Linked DNA regions of Mus musculus: region 1 is linked to region 2. A link is a contact called in public ChIA-PET data. All regions are on one chromosome and are shown on one strand. Each heading gives the region's core, a stretch centred on a gene start, on an enhancer-like site or on the middle of the called end of the contact. The rest is flanking DNA. Distances are from core to core; before and after follow the strand shown.

Region 1 (4,094 bases), core at 1,412-3,911, 510 kb before region 2:
CACAATCGACTATACTTCAAGCTCCATGGGTTCTGATGTTTCTAGCTTCTATGGGCACATACACTCATGTGCATATATTCACACACAGAGTTACATACATATACATAATTTTAAAAACAACAAAATAAATGTATTTTAAAGAAAGAAAGGAGGAGGAAGGGTGGAAGAAGAAAGAAAGAGGACAAAATGCGTTTTAGAAATAATCTCACCTCTAGCAAGGACCATTGTCAACTTAGCATGTATTCATTTTTTAAACTTCTTAAGACTATTATTATTATTATTATATTTTATGTGTGTGGATATTTTGCCTGTGCACCACATTTGTGCCCACCCGGTGCCTGTAGAGGCCAGAAGAGGGCATTGGAACTGAAATTCAAGACAATTGGGAGCCACCAGGTGAGCATTGGGAATCAAACCCAGGTAAGCCAGTGCTCTACGCCTAAGCCATCTCCTGCTTCTCGTGTATGCTTCCTGATCAGCCGAAGCAGTCTAATGACTACTGAAGGCCAGCCTGGCTGTTTGCAGAGCCCGGTCTTCGGAAGTCTGGTGCCATCCCTGCCGGCTGCGTATTATTTACTGTCAGCCTCCGAATCCCTGAGCGATCGATCCTTTACTGCTCTGACCTTCCTGGTGGATCTTCTTGCTTTCAGCTCTGCAGCATGTAAAAACAGCTTTTCTGATTTGGTGTGGTGTGGCGTTGTGTTTTGTTGTTTTGTTCCGCTTTGCTTTTTTTCCTCCTGTTTTTTCTTTCATTTTTAAAAAAAAAATACAGAGTCTTATGTGTCCTGGGCTAGCCCATAGAAGCGAGTCCTGGGCTAGCCCATAGAGGAAAGGGTGTTTTCACCTCCCAGCTGCTGAGATTACAGGCAGCTCAAACCAGCTTTTCAATATTTAATTTCCTGGCCCTTCAAGTCAACTACTGTTACAAGTTCCCTAGTTTTATCTACACTAATTTACAGATTATACCTCTTCAGAAAAACAAAAAACAAAAAACCCTTTTAAGCCAGACTCTACGCTTAGAGCATTAACTGCAAACGTGGTAACCAGCAGGGGGTCCCAGTGAGCCCAGAGGCCCTGCTGTTCAGAGAACAGTCTCCCACATGTGATGAGAACTGGGGTCCTTTGTTTCAGAATTACTATCTTGAGACTTCCTTTTCAAAAGTAGGGGTGTGTTCCACAGACCGAGTGACTCCCAGATACAGAGGTAAAGGGGTGCACTGCCACAAATGCTTTGGTAGAACCAGATGCGATGATCTCACCAGTAAGCCAGCGCAGGAGAGGCTCCGGGAGAAGATCAAACATTTGAAGCCAGCCTGAGCTCCATAGCAAGACCCCATCTTGAAATAAAACCAAAAAGCTTTGATGGAGGGTGGGGTAGAGTATGTCCTGGAAGAAGAGAAGCCAGAGACAAACTTTGCCTGCCTTGTAGTTTAGCCGAGTCTCCTGAACACCGAGGGTGGGTTATTTCTTTGTTTATACATTTATTTTGCAAGAGTCTCACTGTATAGCCCTCACTGGCCTCGAACTCACTATGCAAATCAGGCTGGCCTCAAACTCATTATCTGGCAGGATAATGATCTGAATGCCTCTGCCTCTCAAGTGCTAGGATTAAAGGCTTGTACCACCATGCCCATGTTGGACTATTGGGCTTCGTAAGAACTTGAGTTAACGGGACAATTCTGTTTATCCTGAGTCTTGAGCTTGTCTCTGCTCCTCATTTGGAAACTGAACATACCCCAGGAGAGCAGATCTGCCTCTTTTAAGGGAAGAGAATCACAGAAGAGTAAACTCAGGGTGGCGTGTGACTCAGGAACTAGTTGTGATGAGAAGCCAGTGGTACACACCCTCCTCACATGGCAGCTCTGCCTGCTGCCTTCCTCAAGAGGAACAAGAAGTGGATGCTCTATGTCTGAGGGGTTTTTTGCTTTGGTTTTTTTTTTTTTGTTTTGTTTTGTTTTGTTTTTTTGTTTTTTTCTTCCAATAGCTGCAGATACTGATGGCCTATTTTTGATCTGTTCCTGTCACTGTCTCCTCCGTGGAGGGGACAGTTGGCCCCACAGGTTGACCGCTGAGCTTGAGCCTCAGGCTGGCAGGGAGGCTGCAGCTCAAAACACCGGGGCACCCAGGGGAAACATTATCCTGCCAGAGCCGAACAAGGAACTGAGTGTTTAGAATAACTTCAAGAAAGTCGTGGGCGTTTCCTCTGTCAGGGAAACAAGAAACCACAGTGAGATAATGGATAGCTATATTCAGGTCACAGATTATCAGCTGCCACTGCTGCTTCCTGTTCAGAATTCGATGAAACTTTCTAGTCACTGAGCCTTGTGGGTACTGTGAGGGTGAGTGCTATAGGGCTTCAGAGTTCTGCCTGGGGCTCTGGCTTAGCCCAGAGGTGGGAACTGGGTCTTTTTGGGGGCTGGGTGGGGGGTGGACAAAGCTTCACATGTCAGTCCTTATTTGTTTGCTGTCTGTTTTGTTTTGTTTCTGAGGCATGGTCTTATGTAGGCTAAGCTGGATTCAGACTCTATGCACCAAGGATGGCCTTGAACTTCTGCTCCTTGTATATCTACCTCTTGAGTGCTGGAATTGCCTGTGTGCACCACCACAGCCAGTGTGTGCTGTGCTAGGGATAGAACTGACGACTTCCTACAAGTTAACCAAACCTCCTACCAGCTGAGCCACACCCCAAGCCCTGGGATCCAGTTCTTAAAAGAGAAGATGGTGGATAAGGGACCAAGAGCAAGGGTTATTTTTTTTTTTTTTTACTACGTTTACAGTATTTGTCAGGCTCTTGAGCTACGAGATTTCCGTGCATTCGCCTGGTTGATTCCAAAAACCACCTATGAGAAAGTAATGTCCATACGTGACAGTGCCACACCTGGGAACCAGACCGGGACTTTTCTATTTTCTCCCTCCTCTGTCCCCCCTTTTCTTCCTTCCTCTCCTCTTTCTTTCCTTCTTCCCTCTTCTTCTTCAACTTCTCTCTCTTTCTCTTTCTAATTTACATACATTTCTATCATTCCTTGGAGTTCTGTCATTCATACCTCTTTCCAGAAAATAGTTGCTGCTGCTCTGACTCCCAGACACACTAATTTTTAATATTTGTTTGTTTGTTTATTGGTTTTAGGAGACAGGATTTCTCACATAGTTCTGGCTGTCCTGGAACTCACCAAGTAAAGCAGTAGGGGTTCAAACTCAAAGATCCAGTGCCCCCCCCTCCTGAGTGGGATTAAAGGTGTGTGCCGCCACCACCACCTGGCAATAACCAAAGGTTTTGGCTTCTGTCCTCCAGTGTTGGTTTTTACTCATTCCTGAACTTCAGACCAGTATTCTTGTATCCAGCTTGATTTTCTTCACAAAGTCTATCTGAGATGTATATATAGTGTATGTACCACCATGTTGCTCCAATTTTACTACCAAGTAGCATTCCATTTTGTGAATTTACACTTCAGTTTATTTATCTAGTGGATTTGGATCCCCTGCCCCAGTTTTAGGTTATTTTGAATAACACTGCCATGAACAGTCTCCTTAGTTGGGGATATTTAACATTTTATTAAACACTGTAGTGTCAGAGATATGGGGGCCATCCCATACTCCCAGAAACCCTAGACCAGTGTTCTAGTTCTTTCACACTCTTGACAACACACAAAATTATTGTTCTGTTCATCTCAGCCGTTACAGTGAGTGCAAGAATTGGGTCTTTCTGATTCCAAAGCCTATGCAGCATTATAAAATCCTGGGGTGGAGCTCCTGCTGTATGTGTGGCTCTCTGTGGTGGAGGGGAATGAGAGAACAGAGAGATGCACTCCTGGCAGAAGGAATGGAAAGGGACTGCTTAAGACAGCTGGGTGCCAAGAAGCCAGCCTCCTCTATCATTTCTTGATTGGGTGCAACATGCCATTTTCTAGGAACAGCACTGCTGGAGAAAGCTCTCTTGTGGCTTCTGGTACAAAGGCATGCCAAGTGTGTGGCCAGTATGGTTAGAGCCTACTGTAGAGTCAGCCCTGTTCTTCCCTAAGAGCTTGAAGTGGTTCAGGCCAGAACATCAAAGGACCATCAAGGATGGGCCAGCCCCAAGAGGCACTGTGGTGCAA
Region 2 (4,136 bases), core at 134-2,633:
TCACATCATCTTGGAACTTGTGAATGTGACTATTTTTGGAAACCCATTTCTTCGCATGAGTAATCAAGGTGAACTACTGTTTTAGAGTGGACTATAAATTCAATGGCTGCTATCTTTTCATTTTTATTTTATTGTAATAAACATGTTGACTGCATGTATCACCAGGAAGTTACATTGTGAGCTGCCATGTGGGTGCTGAGAATCGAAAACACAATTTTTTAACCATTTAGCTAGCTCTAACCCCAAATGTCTTAACCACTGAGCTAGCTCTCTAACCCCAACTGTTTTTAAAATTACTTCCTCTTTGTGCCTATGAGCAGTGTGAGTGTGTGCCCACACGAGTGCACATGGCAGGGTCCCACCTTTGGTGTGGTTCTCAGGAGCTGCCCACCTTGTTTTGGCAACAGGGTTTCTCACTGAGATCTGGGGTTTATCTATTAGGCTAGGCTGCCCAAGCATTGCAGGCAACCACAGAAGCTTTAGAGAGGCAAGAAAGGTTCGCTAAAGCTTACAGAGAGCTCCCAGTTTCTGTTACTGTAAGAGTGATACATTTCTGTTGTTTTGGCTGCCCACGTTGTGGTCATTTGTTGTGGGAACCCTGTAAAACATAGAAATACAAGCTCCCACCACTGTTAGTAGATGGTCCAAGGGTCAGGTTGGGTACATGAGCTACAGATGTTGCCATTCTGCAAACTGGAGCAGGACACAGAATCCCTGGCTAAGCACTCGGTGTGAGCTCAATCATTTCCCTGTGCTTGGCAAGCCCTCTTGCCACAAAGCAGATGAGGTAGGAACCACGTACTGACCTACAGGTGTGCAAGGTCACATGGCCCCAGTCCTCAGGAATTTTTCAAGTACTTCCTTAAAAGTAAAAGGGCTTGTAAGTGCACGACAATTGAGAAGGCAAGCGTCAGCATTTAACACAGCCATCAGAAAGAGGGTCAACTCAGCTCACACTCCGAGTCCTCCACCTGACCCCACTTTACTGTGTAAAGTGTACAGGAGCAGGGAGGACAGCACAGGCAGGTAGAGCAGGGGGCAGTGGTGCTTGTAGTGTGCTTATGTTCAGAGTATGCTGCTGAGATTTTTATTTTATAAGTAGGGCATTTTACCACCAAAAGAATGAGGCAGGGCACCACTTAGAATTTTAGGAAGATATACCTAGAATGGTATTTTATCATTAGAACATCCAACTATTTGAGTTAATCAAGCCACTAGATAAGTCCTAAGTTTGCCAAACATACCCCCCCCCTTCTTTCCCAAATTATCAAAGACAAATAGGAGCTTGAGGCAGGATTAGGAGTTCAAGAGCAGCATGGGCTGTCTGAGACACTGTGTCAACCCCTCCAAACCAGATAAACAGGAAGCACTTTACCAGAAACGACTGAGTTGTGTTGGGTCTAGAGAAGACAGGCAAAAGGAGCCTCTCTTGGGGCTGCTGGTTAGGCTCGTCTACCACTGCACTTCGGGCTCGGCTGGAGTCACCATGGGATTTCTGCAGAGGAGACGAAAGTCACAGAAACAGCTGTGTCCTGGGAGCTGCACCTGTTCCATAGTAACCCTGGCCCAACATCAGCTGCTGTGGTACCCACTCCTAAGCAGCTCCAACTTCGCTGCCATGGCCTAGAACCCGGTTTGTTTTTGTCAGAGGAGAGTGTGGTTCAAGGTAAGTCCTACAGAACTACTGCTGGTGAGAGCTCAGAGTAAGCCCGGGAAGGCGGGGTGAAAGGCTTACTGTTGGCCGCTGTGGCCCCATGGCGCTCAGGTGTTCTACTTCAACTGTTCCAATAGGTGGCAGCAGATTGTTCCGACCCAAGGTCATTGGAGAGGGAGAAGACAGTGTGTCTGCTGTCACTGGACTGAAGATCCCAGCAGCAAAACCGATATGCAAAAGTAAAGTTGTAACAACACAAAGTGATGAGAAACTTAGTAAAGTCAGTGTGCTCAGGAGGCTTGAAGCCACCCAGATTTTCAGAATAGGGGCAGCAAAGAGGGATTTTTCCCTTTCTCTCTTAAATTTCACAAATATAACTCTTCAGCTGTATCAACAGAATAATCTCATCCAGTTTTGTATTTCACCAAAACTTAAGTAAAACTCTGAGTTGGACTAAACCTGCAGACAGCACACTGTATGACTGCGTGGTCTTAGTTTTGGGCACAGCCTCAGTCTAGTCTTCTACTGAAGCCTGTTCTATGACGATTCTCACAATTACTGACACTAGCTTTACCAGGTTCCCAGAGTCTGCATTTGAAACCTACACCCGGGGTCCTCTGAGGATTTCTTCTACAGGCCATGGTGTTCCAGCGCGTGAGTGGCTTGTGCTGATCGGATGAAGGGTACGTGGTGGGGGATTGCGCCTCCTGGCAGACTGCGTTGTATATGACAAAGATGATGTACTAAGCTCCATGGCACGGTTTGGCCAATTTCGGTTTGAAAGGACGGAACTGGACCCAGGCCTCGTAAGTAGCTTGTCATCAAGATCTCTAGTGGCAAAATCAGAAACCCACAATGAAAATCACTATGTAGAAGAAGACAGGGCTCAGGGTAAAGAGCCTGAGACATTCAGGGAAGAAAAGGGCAAACTGGCTTCCAGAAGCTTACCTAAGATTCAGAGTGAGAGGCTGTTTTTAAGATGTGGGGGCTTGTTACACAGCCTAGGCCAGGCTGGAATTTGAGATCCTTCTGCTGGCCTGTCAAGTGCATGGATTGTAGTGTGTCTGTCCATGACAATGACCTGTTTTAACTCTAGCTTCCTAGGATGGAGATTTGGGAAAGCGCCCATGACCCACTTGCACAGTCACTTGTTCAGTTCTAGGAAAGGCAAGGCTGACTCAGTGCTTCTGACTCAGGGGCCTACAGGATGGGAAGCACTTTCTGAGCTGACAAAGTATCTTCAGGGTTAGATACTGAGGCGTCACTGTAGCTCTCATTCTCATATTGAGGATAGTGAGTTAAGTTGGCGGGGATCCAAAACCCTCCTCTGAGTTCTGTGGACACTGCACACATGGTGGAAACAAACCATTTAAACACACAGATAAGAGAAACGTCTAAACTGCTGGCTCATTGGAACCTAATTACAGTTTAGTCTGGAGCCTTGAAGCTGGGAACAATCAAAAGGTCCCAGCCACATGCTGCCCAATAGGAGCAGAGCAGTGGATCCCTGCAGGAAGTAGCTGCTCTCCATCAATGTCCCACTCTGTCGCCTCCTCTTCTGTCTGTGGGTTCAACTGCCATCTCTTGCTAGGTGACCTTTAAGTCAGTCGCCGAATCTGGTCTCTTCCACATTCTCTCTAGGTGGCCCATTACTCAAAACAGAACCCAAAAGAAACTCATATTTCCCATAAAACAAATGTCCTGAGCTTGGAATTCATGTTTTTACTTTGATTCCTGTTGCTACATTATCTGCTATTCCCCGTCCTTCGTCCTCCTTTGAATGGTGGGGATGGAATGCTTGAGAGAGATCACGAGCTCCGCTGTGATCCTGCACTAGTGCTGACTGCAGACCCCACAGCTCTTGCCTGAGTTCTGGTGTGTTCCTTACTCTCCGTTCCTTCTGACTGGAGTCTGCCTCAGCCCCTAATGCATGGTCCCCAGATGAAGCTAGCTTTGCTGGTGAGACTGTTGGGTACTTTGGCAGTTTCTCAAATATTAAGCACACACCTGTTTGGCATCTTCTTGCTTCTAGGTATTGACTCAAGAGAAATATGACTATATGTCCTCAAAAATGACCTATGCAAAATACATATAGTGCCTTTCTGCATAGTAAACCCAACCCAGAGGTAACCTAGTGAACACAGCGTAAATTATGATGCCCAATTACAGTGGTCATGTACAACACATGGACAAGTACCAATGTGACATTCACAGCTGATCACATTTATTCATAAATAATAATCTAACAATATTGTCGATGATCTTTGATTGGAAGCATTGAAGTTCTAAAAAAATTACTTTTTTGTGAGCCAGATGTGTTGGTGTATGCCTTTAATTCTACAACTCAGGAGGCAGAAACAGGTGGATCTGAGTAGAGGCCATCCTAGTCTATAGAGTGAGTTCCAGGACAGCCAAAGCTACATAGAGAAACAGTCTCTCCCCCGCCCCCACAAAAAATTCCTTTTCTGTGTGTGGGCATGCA

The links. ChIA-PET counts read pairs in DNA pulled down with a chosen protein or histone mark.
Region 1: a contact with region 2 is called in an RNA polymerase II ChIA-PET map of memory CD8 T cells, with 24 read pairs. The contact joins two enhancer-like sites. A contact is called at or near these places in 3 of 115 datasets of contacts at active chromatin or transcription factors (double positive thymocytes, memory CD8 T cells and pancreatic cancer cells).

What each region holds. Positions count from the first base shown.
Region 1 is chr14:20,883,443-20,887,536 of GRCm38.p6, reverse strand. No RefSeq gene overlaps it. Among named protein-coding and RNA genes, the nearest start is that of Gm30212, 3.0 kb to the left of the region's middle. Within about 2 kb of position 2,661, at least 21 of the 459 cell types and tissues checked have an H3K27ac peak or open chromatin away from gene starts, as enhancers often do. A contact at or near this core is called in memory CD8 T cells, where this site is marked.
Region 2 is chr14:20,376,123-20,380,258 of GRCm38.p6, reverse strand. It overlaps Fam149b (family with sequence similarity 149, member B), which reads right to left. Exons shown (of 14, transcript NM_001024512.2): 10 at 2,260-2,484; 11 at 1,736-1,859; 12 at 1,376-1,495. Among named protein-coding and RNA genes, the nearest start is that of Gm30054, 8.9 kb to the right of the region's middle. Within about 2 kb of position 1,383, at least 108 of the 459 cell types and tissues checked have an H3K27ac peak or open chromatin away from gene starts, as enhancers often do. A contact at or near this core is called in memory CD8 T cells, where this site is marked.